Regions from separate parts of the Sus scrofa genome. Here region 2 is linked to region 1. Evidence: chromatin contacts called from public Hi-C data. All regions are on one chromosome and are shown on one strand. The core of a region is the stretch at or near the end of the contact, and the rest is flanking DNA. Distances in the headings are between cores, read along the strand shown.

Region 1 (3,409 bases), core at 419-2,918:
TTGTTTTTTGTTTTTTTGCTTTTTAGTACTGCAAGTGTAGCATATGGGAGTTCCCAGACTAGGGGTCCAATTGGAGCTACAGCTGCCAGCCTACGCCTCAGCCTCAGCAACGAGGAATCTGAGCTGCGTCTCTGCGACCTATACCACTGCTCATGGCAATGCCAGATCCTTGACCCACTGAGCAAGGCCAGAGATCAAACGTGCATCCTCATAGAGACAACATCAGGTTCTTAACCTGCTGAGCCACAATAGGAACTCCTCCTTTTCTTTGTTTTAAACAAGAGACTATCAAAAGTGTCATAACGTGTATACATGGGAGACCCAGGAAAACGGAGAAACTTGCCAAACTGGCCCCTAAGGACCCAAGGGAGTTTCTATAGCCTTATCTCTGATGTGGGAGAGTCTGGTAAAACTGGACATCTCCTAGCTGCCGGCCAGTACTCTTTTCCTCCTTGCTTTTTAGGGCCGCACCCATGGCATATGGAGGTTCCCAGGCTAAGGTCGAATTGGAGCTGCAGCTGCCGGTCTAACCACAGCTCACTGTAATGCCCCCGATCCTTAACCCACGGAGTGAGGCCAGGGATCAAATCTGCAACCTGATGATGTGTTTCCACTGCACCACAGCAGGAACTCCTGCCGGCTGGTTTTAACCTGGCTTTAGGCTCCAGAGACGAGGAAACTTGGCACAGTGGTTTGGGGCCTTGGCTCACGGACTGCCTCTCTTGGTAGCACTTTGGGCACGTGGCCTGGCTGGGAGGTGGGCAGCCGCCCTCTCCTGGGGGCTTCTTCCTGAGACGGTACGTGACAGGCTCGGGAGGCAGAGGTTCCTGACCTGAGGCCCGGAGGGCGCATCCAGACCAGCCAGCCCGTGTCCCTCCCCCACCGCCCCAGTCAAGTGTGGGTGTTGGTCTTGGCACAGAGGTTGTGGGGGGAGGCTGCAGCCGTGGCCTTCACCTTCTGGCCTAACTTGGGTCCCTCCTTTTTATAGCAAGAGAGGCGTCTGTTTACAAACTTCCACAGGCAGCTGTTCTGTTGGCTCGATAAGTGGGTTGACCTGACCATGGACGACATTCGAAGGATGGAAGAAGAGACGAAGAGACAGCTGGACGAGGTGCGTGGGCTTCCGGGGGCGGGGCGGGGGGGACTGGGGCTGTCGGCTGGATGACTGTGTGAACCTGAGGAGGCTGCCGTGCCCGGCAGCTCCCTGAGGGCACCGTCCTGTGGTTCTAGGAACATGTCCGCCTCTGCGGTGGGTAAGGTCTAATGCCAGGCCATGTGGGAACCACAAGGAAGAAAGCAGCCTGTGCTCTTGAACTTGCAGTCTAGTCGAGGTCTTGGCATATCCAGAGAGGCAGATATGGCGGGCTGAGCTGAATGCCAAGTGAGTAACGCAGCTGCTGCCGCCGTTCCCGAGCCGGGTGGGGGAGTGGCACCGGGCTGCAGCGCTGGAGGTGACCCTGGGAGGAGGCAGGCCGGGCCCACCCACGGATCCCTCCTCGTGCACGACCCACCGGGTTCGGCAGCAGCGCGCACAGAACTCACCACGCTATAAGGTTGTCTGGAGCTATTTTTAGAGTTTGGAGCCTTTGCTGGGTTTTGTGTGTGTGCGAATGTGTGTGTTTTTTTTGTCCTTGGCATGGATCCCAGAAGGAGAGCTGTCTGCTGCTCCGTGGGAGCCCGAAGACCTAACACTGCTCTTGCCTCATTTGGGGAATTTGGGACTGCTTCCCTGCAAGGCTCGCTCTGAGGAGACTGTCAGTAAATAACACTCGAGCCCCGCTGTGTGCGAGGCACCTTTTTCTTCTTTTTTAATTTTGATTGGAGGATAGCTGATGTACATGTATTAACTTCAGGTTTACAGCAGAGGGAATCCGTTGTACACACCATGTGTGCATTTTTTTTTCCCATATGTGGGTTATTACAGAACAGTGAGTAGACCTCCCTGTGCTGGTAGGTCCTTGGTCATCTGTGCTCCGTATGGTCGTGTGCGTGTGTCAGCCCCATCCTCCTGATTTTAAGGCACATTCTGACGGCATCTCCTGCGAGCCTCATAACCCCTGTGAGGAGGTACTGCTGTCGCCCTCACACTCAGATGAGGTGGGAGAGGCTATGAGTTCAAGGCCGTGCCCAGGGTCCCACAGCCTACAGGTGATACAGTCGGGGGACGAGCCATGGCTCTCGGTCACAGCCTCCTCTTCCTCTCCATGCCATCTGGGGCTCCCTCCTGCCCTGAGGGGCTAAAGATAAGGCAGGATGCTCTGTCTCGTAGGACCTGCCATCCGTTTCCTCCTCCTGGCCCTGGGAGGGCGGGCACCGAACCTGGGGGTCTGGCAGGCATTGCTTTGCACGGCCTTGCCCGGCTCTCCAACTAGCAGGGCCTCAGGTGGTATGCAGGCCCGGGGCCACGCTGCCAATGACTGTCTCCACTCCTGCAGGGCTGGGCTGGTCAGCTCTCCCTTCCTCGGGCGCCCCGTGGGGAATTGGCTTTAGCCTCCAGGATGACACCTCCTGGGCCGACCCGCTGGTTCAGTGGTTTGCTGCGACCCTGTTGAAGGCAGACGTTTTAGTTATTCCTTCAGCTCCATTTGGCAGGGAAGTGGCAGAGTTTGGGACACAACTCCAGATCCTTCTGCTGAGGGTCTTCAGGAAGTGGTAGGTTTTAATGTCCAGGGCGCCGGTGCTTCTAACCATCGTCAGAGAGAGGCCTGAGTCTTTTGGTCACTCAAGTCCTGACAAAAAGAAAAGTTACCGAACGGAAGAGCACAGAGCCTTTGGGGTTTAGCCTGTAGCTTCAGTCTCGTGCTCGCCGCCTGACAGGCCAGCCGAGAGGATGCCAGGGTTGGTGGAAGTGTTTGCTGATAGCCTTTCACGCTTGGGTCAAATTCAGGTTCTTGGTGCTGGGAGGGCTTTCAGAGGGTCCACCGAATCTACCCCCTCAGATCCCAGGCCTGAGAGCACGCCTCGCCAGGGGCTTCCTTTTAATCCCCACCCCTTGTCTTTGCCTGTCTCTCCATTCTGCTGAGTTGCGCCTACGCTGAGATGATCTCTGTCCTCCAAGATAACTGAGAGCACAGAAAACTTTCTTTGGAATTAGAATTTTTAAAATAGTTGGCAGTGGAAGAGAAAGCCAAGCCACCGTGGGACATGTTCCAACCCCATTAGCAACTGCAAAGGACCTCTGTGTGCCCACTGAGCCTCTGGCTCACTTGTCTTTTTTTGCTTCTTCTAAAAATATTTTATTTATTTATTTATTTTTTCTGTCTTTTTAGGGCTGCACAGCATATGGAAGTTCCCAGGCTAGGGGTCTCATCGGAGCTGCAGCTGCCGGGCACAGCCACAGCAACGCGGGATCCAAGCCGCGTCTGTGACCTACACCACAGCTCACAGCAACACCAGATCCTTAACCCAC
Region 2 (3,409 bases), core at 349-2,848, 83 kb before region 1:
CCGGGATGCTGACGGGATGGTTCACGGTATCCAAGTTCAGAGGGTAGTGGTGCCATTATCTGTAAAAGAATGGGAGGAACAGTTTGCCACGGAGGGGGGAAGTGAACTATTTTAGAGAGGTGTTTGAAATGTTATAGAAATGTGTATGGAACAACTGCCTGGAGACAGCCCTCAAGCAGGTGGCTCTAGGATGGAGGGAGGGGAAGACTGAAGTCTGTCAAGTGACAGCTGCAACCCTCTGAGGCGATGCAGCTCTTCAGGGTGTCGTAACAGGATAGTTGACTAACCAGGAACCCCCAAGCCCACAATGCCAGGTGTGCTTTGAGCAAGGTTGCCAGCGGTAGGTTCAGGGCAGCAGGGGGCGCCCTCGGTCTCGGGGATGTGAAGCAGGATGCTGCTGGGGCTGCCACAGCCCTGGTGTGATAAGCCAGGCTCCCGGAGCTTGCCAAGAAGACCCGAATCTGAGAACCCAAATATGAATCTAAGAGCCGAATCGGGGACACCAACGGCCCACGGAGGTCGGGCCAGTGCCTGAAATGGGGGAGAACCTCCAAATGCAGCTGAACCTCCAGAGCCCAGGCTCCCCCTCTCTTGCCCTGGCTGTTCCTCGGGCATGTCCAGGTCTCTGATCAGACCGGGAACCTGGAACCCTCCCGACCCTACGTGCTCTCCCAGAGTCCTGACTTGTGTTGGCAGCTTGGCATTGCCCACCCCGAAACCCTGCAGAAAGGGCCCTAACCTGAAGATGTCAGGGAACAGGGCGTAAGGGGATGGAGGTGGCGCAGGGCAGTGGGAATGGAGTGGGCAACTCGGGCAGGGAGCACCAAGATGACTGTTCTGGTGGGAGCCCCCGAGGGGACCAAGGAGAACGAAAAATGGGGTGGTGGGGGGAGTGGTCAGAGTCTGGATGGGGTACCTGAGGAAATAGTAACTTAGGAGGCAGACAAGCCCCCAACTCCCACTTGGGGATCCCTGAGGGATCGGGCAGATGGCACCCATAAGGGGGGTCGGTGAATTAGGAGAGAGTCACTCCATGCTTGCACAGATGTCCGGGGATGTGGGATGTGCAGACAGAACCTAGATGGGAGTTGCCGGCAGCAAGAAAGCAAAAAATCAGGACACAAAGCCCAAAGCAGCTAGGAAAGCAGCGGTGCATGGGAAGGAGGCAGTGGAGATGGCGAGAGTGGAAGGACCGAAGTGGAGCCAGAGCATCCGCGTGGTGCCCAAGGCAGCGGGGAAACTGGGGACGACGCAGCCGGCCAGAGCAGAGCAGAGCGCGGGAGCCAGGCTGAATGCTGGAGCCCAAAGTAGTGCGCGAGGGGGACCAGCGTGCAACTGGGGAAGTCCGGGGGCGCCGAAACGCGGAGCAGGGGACCCAATCGAGAGACAGAGCTTCGGGGTGAGCCTCTGGAGGGGCGATGAGGCAATGGCGTTGGGGGTTCCCGGACGGGCGGTGACTACTCTCTAAGGCAGCCGAGCAAAAACTCGGGCCGACGCTGCCCCCCGGCACCCCCCCGCCCCCAGCTCTCTTGTTTGTCTCCTAGTCCGGCCGGAACCGGCTTCTGCTCGCGGCGGGGCGGGCGGGTGGGTGCTGATTGGTTAACGCCTGTTTCCAGCCCCACTCAGCCAATCAGCGCGCGGCAGTGTTTTCATCTTAGGGTCAGAATAAAAGGGCTGGAATAAAAGGGGGGCAGAAAAGGCGCCGGCCGGGCCCGATACACACCAGTAGGAGCTGGGTGAGCTGGGTGAGCTGGATTCTGGGGACCTGGGCTCCGGGCGAGGTAGCTGGCGGGTAGAAGGCTCAAGAGTAAGGGGGTAGGGAGAAGACGTGTGCATATGAAAGGAGAGACACTGAATGGATGAGGAGCCAGCAGGAAAGAGATGACGAATCGAGACGGGAGCAGGGGGATGGAGAGATGGGATCCCACTTCCTTAGAACGAACTAATTGCCAAGGAAACGGCCCAGGCCAGGGGTCGCGCGGGTGGCTCGCGCCGCCGGTTTGAACCGGCTTCGCCTCTCCCATGCGGGGTTCGCGTGGCCGCAGCGCCTAGCGACCTAGACAACAGCCAATGGCAATGCAGTTCCTGTGCCGACAGGCCAATGAGCGGGCCGTGGGCGGGCCGTTTCGGAGCTGTGTGCGCGGATTTTGTGGTTAAGGGAGCAGGGTCTGGGAAAGGGTCTCCTGTGCGGGCGGGCGCCGGTGAGGGTCCCAGGGAGTGGCAGCCCGCAGGTATGCCCTTTCCCAAGTATTCGGACCTCTAACTGCCTCCCCTGTCAGCCCCCAACCTGTGTCAATCCTGATGGGAGCCAGGGCCAATTCCATGTCCCTAAGCAGACGTTAGTCCCTTCTAGTTTCCATGCCTCAGTTTCCCTCCGATTGAGCCGCGGAGGAAATCTCCCTGCTTGGTCCGAGCAGGTCTCCCGGAACTGCGGGCCGGCGGAAAAGCCAGCGGCGGAGAGGGTGGCCCAGAGGACACCAGGGGGACAGGGCTGGGGTTTCATTCGCTGCGCGCTCTTGCCTCCTGGGCGCAGAGGGGTGACAAGCTCCGCGCGCTGCGGCAGCGGCCCGGGTTGGCAGCCTCTGGTCGGCCGAGCCGAGCGCTGACGGCTAAATCTCTGCGCAGGTGCCTGCAGAGCCGGAGCCCGAGCCCGAGCCCGAGCCGCAGCCGGGCCGCCGCGCCGAGCCATGGCGCCCACCCTGGCCACAGCCCATCGGCGCCGCTGGTGGATGGCCTGCACCGCCGTGTTGGAAAACCTCCTCTTCTCGGCAGTCCTCCTGGGCTGGGGTTCGCTGCTGATCATGCTCAAGTCGGAGGGCTTTTACTCCTACCTGTGTTCTGAGCCAGGTAAGACGGGCGCACGGGCTCGCGGGCTCGCGGTGGGTCCCGGAGTGGGGGCTTCGGGTGACGGCGGATTGGCGGTGTAGATCTAGCCAGCGAGACCACCTCACTGCGCAGCACCTCCTAGTTCGCAAAAGGCCCATTTGATCCTAACTCAGCACTGCTGGGTACATAGATAGCGCTATCCCTTTTTGAAGGAACTCAGGCTCAGGCTTGCCTGAGGCCACACAGCTGGGGCCTGTGATAGTTCCAGAATCCCCGAGTCCAGGGTGTTCTTTCCATCACCTGAGAACATGACGAGGCTCCTCTCCTCCCAGGGCCTGGCACACCGCTGGCCTTGCAGTAAACATGTTGCTCTCGGACTGTAAGAAAGAGGAACTCCTGACTCAGTGGCTGGGGTGCAGCAAGAGAGAGGAAGTGGCTTGGCCTCCACCCCAGGGAAGGTTCATCTAGAATCTAGATGTTTTTCAGTCGGGCCATTATGGAGTCTCTTAAGGGCTTGTCAGATACAATTTCTTGTCTATTTTTGCTGCTTTACGATTTTCCAAAGGACATTTCCTCCCACAGG

The links. Hi-C and Micro-C count contacts between places; a contact is called where the count stands out from the background.
Region 2: a Hi-C map of skeletal muscle shows a contact between it and region 1, with 5 times the contacts expected there. The contact joins the promoter of SLC43A2 here to the enhancer-like site in region 1. A contact is called at or near these places in 2 of 47 Hi-C or Micro-C datasets (embryonic fibroblasts and skeletal muscle) and 2 of 2 datasets of contacts at active chromatin or transcription factors (alveolar macrophages and skeletal muscle).

What each region holds. Positions count from the first base shown.
Region 1 is chr12:47,754,165-47,757,573 of Sscrofa11.1, reverse strand. It overlaps PITPNA (phosphatidylinositol transfer protein alpha isoform), which reads left to right. Exons shown (of 13, transcript XR_001304419.2): 10 at 989-1,111; 11 at 1,231-1,381. Among named protein-coding and RNA genes, the nearest start is that of INPP5K, 18 kb to the right of the region's middle. Within about 2 kb of position 1,668, at least 29 of the 83 cell types and tissues checked have an H3K27ac peak or open chromatin away from gene starts, as enhancers often do. A contact at or near this core is called in embryonic fibroblasts and skeletal muscle, where this site is marked.
Region 2 is chr12:47,837,316-47,840,724 of Sscrofa11.1, reverse strand. SLC43A2 (large neutral amino acids transporter small subunit 4) reads left to right here and starts at 1,598. Exons shown (of 15, transcript XM_013990000.2): 1 at 1,598-1,736; 2 at 2,626-2,847. The coding sequence starts at 2,688.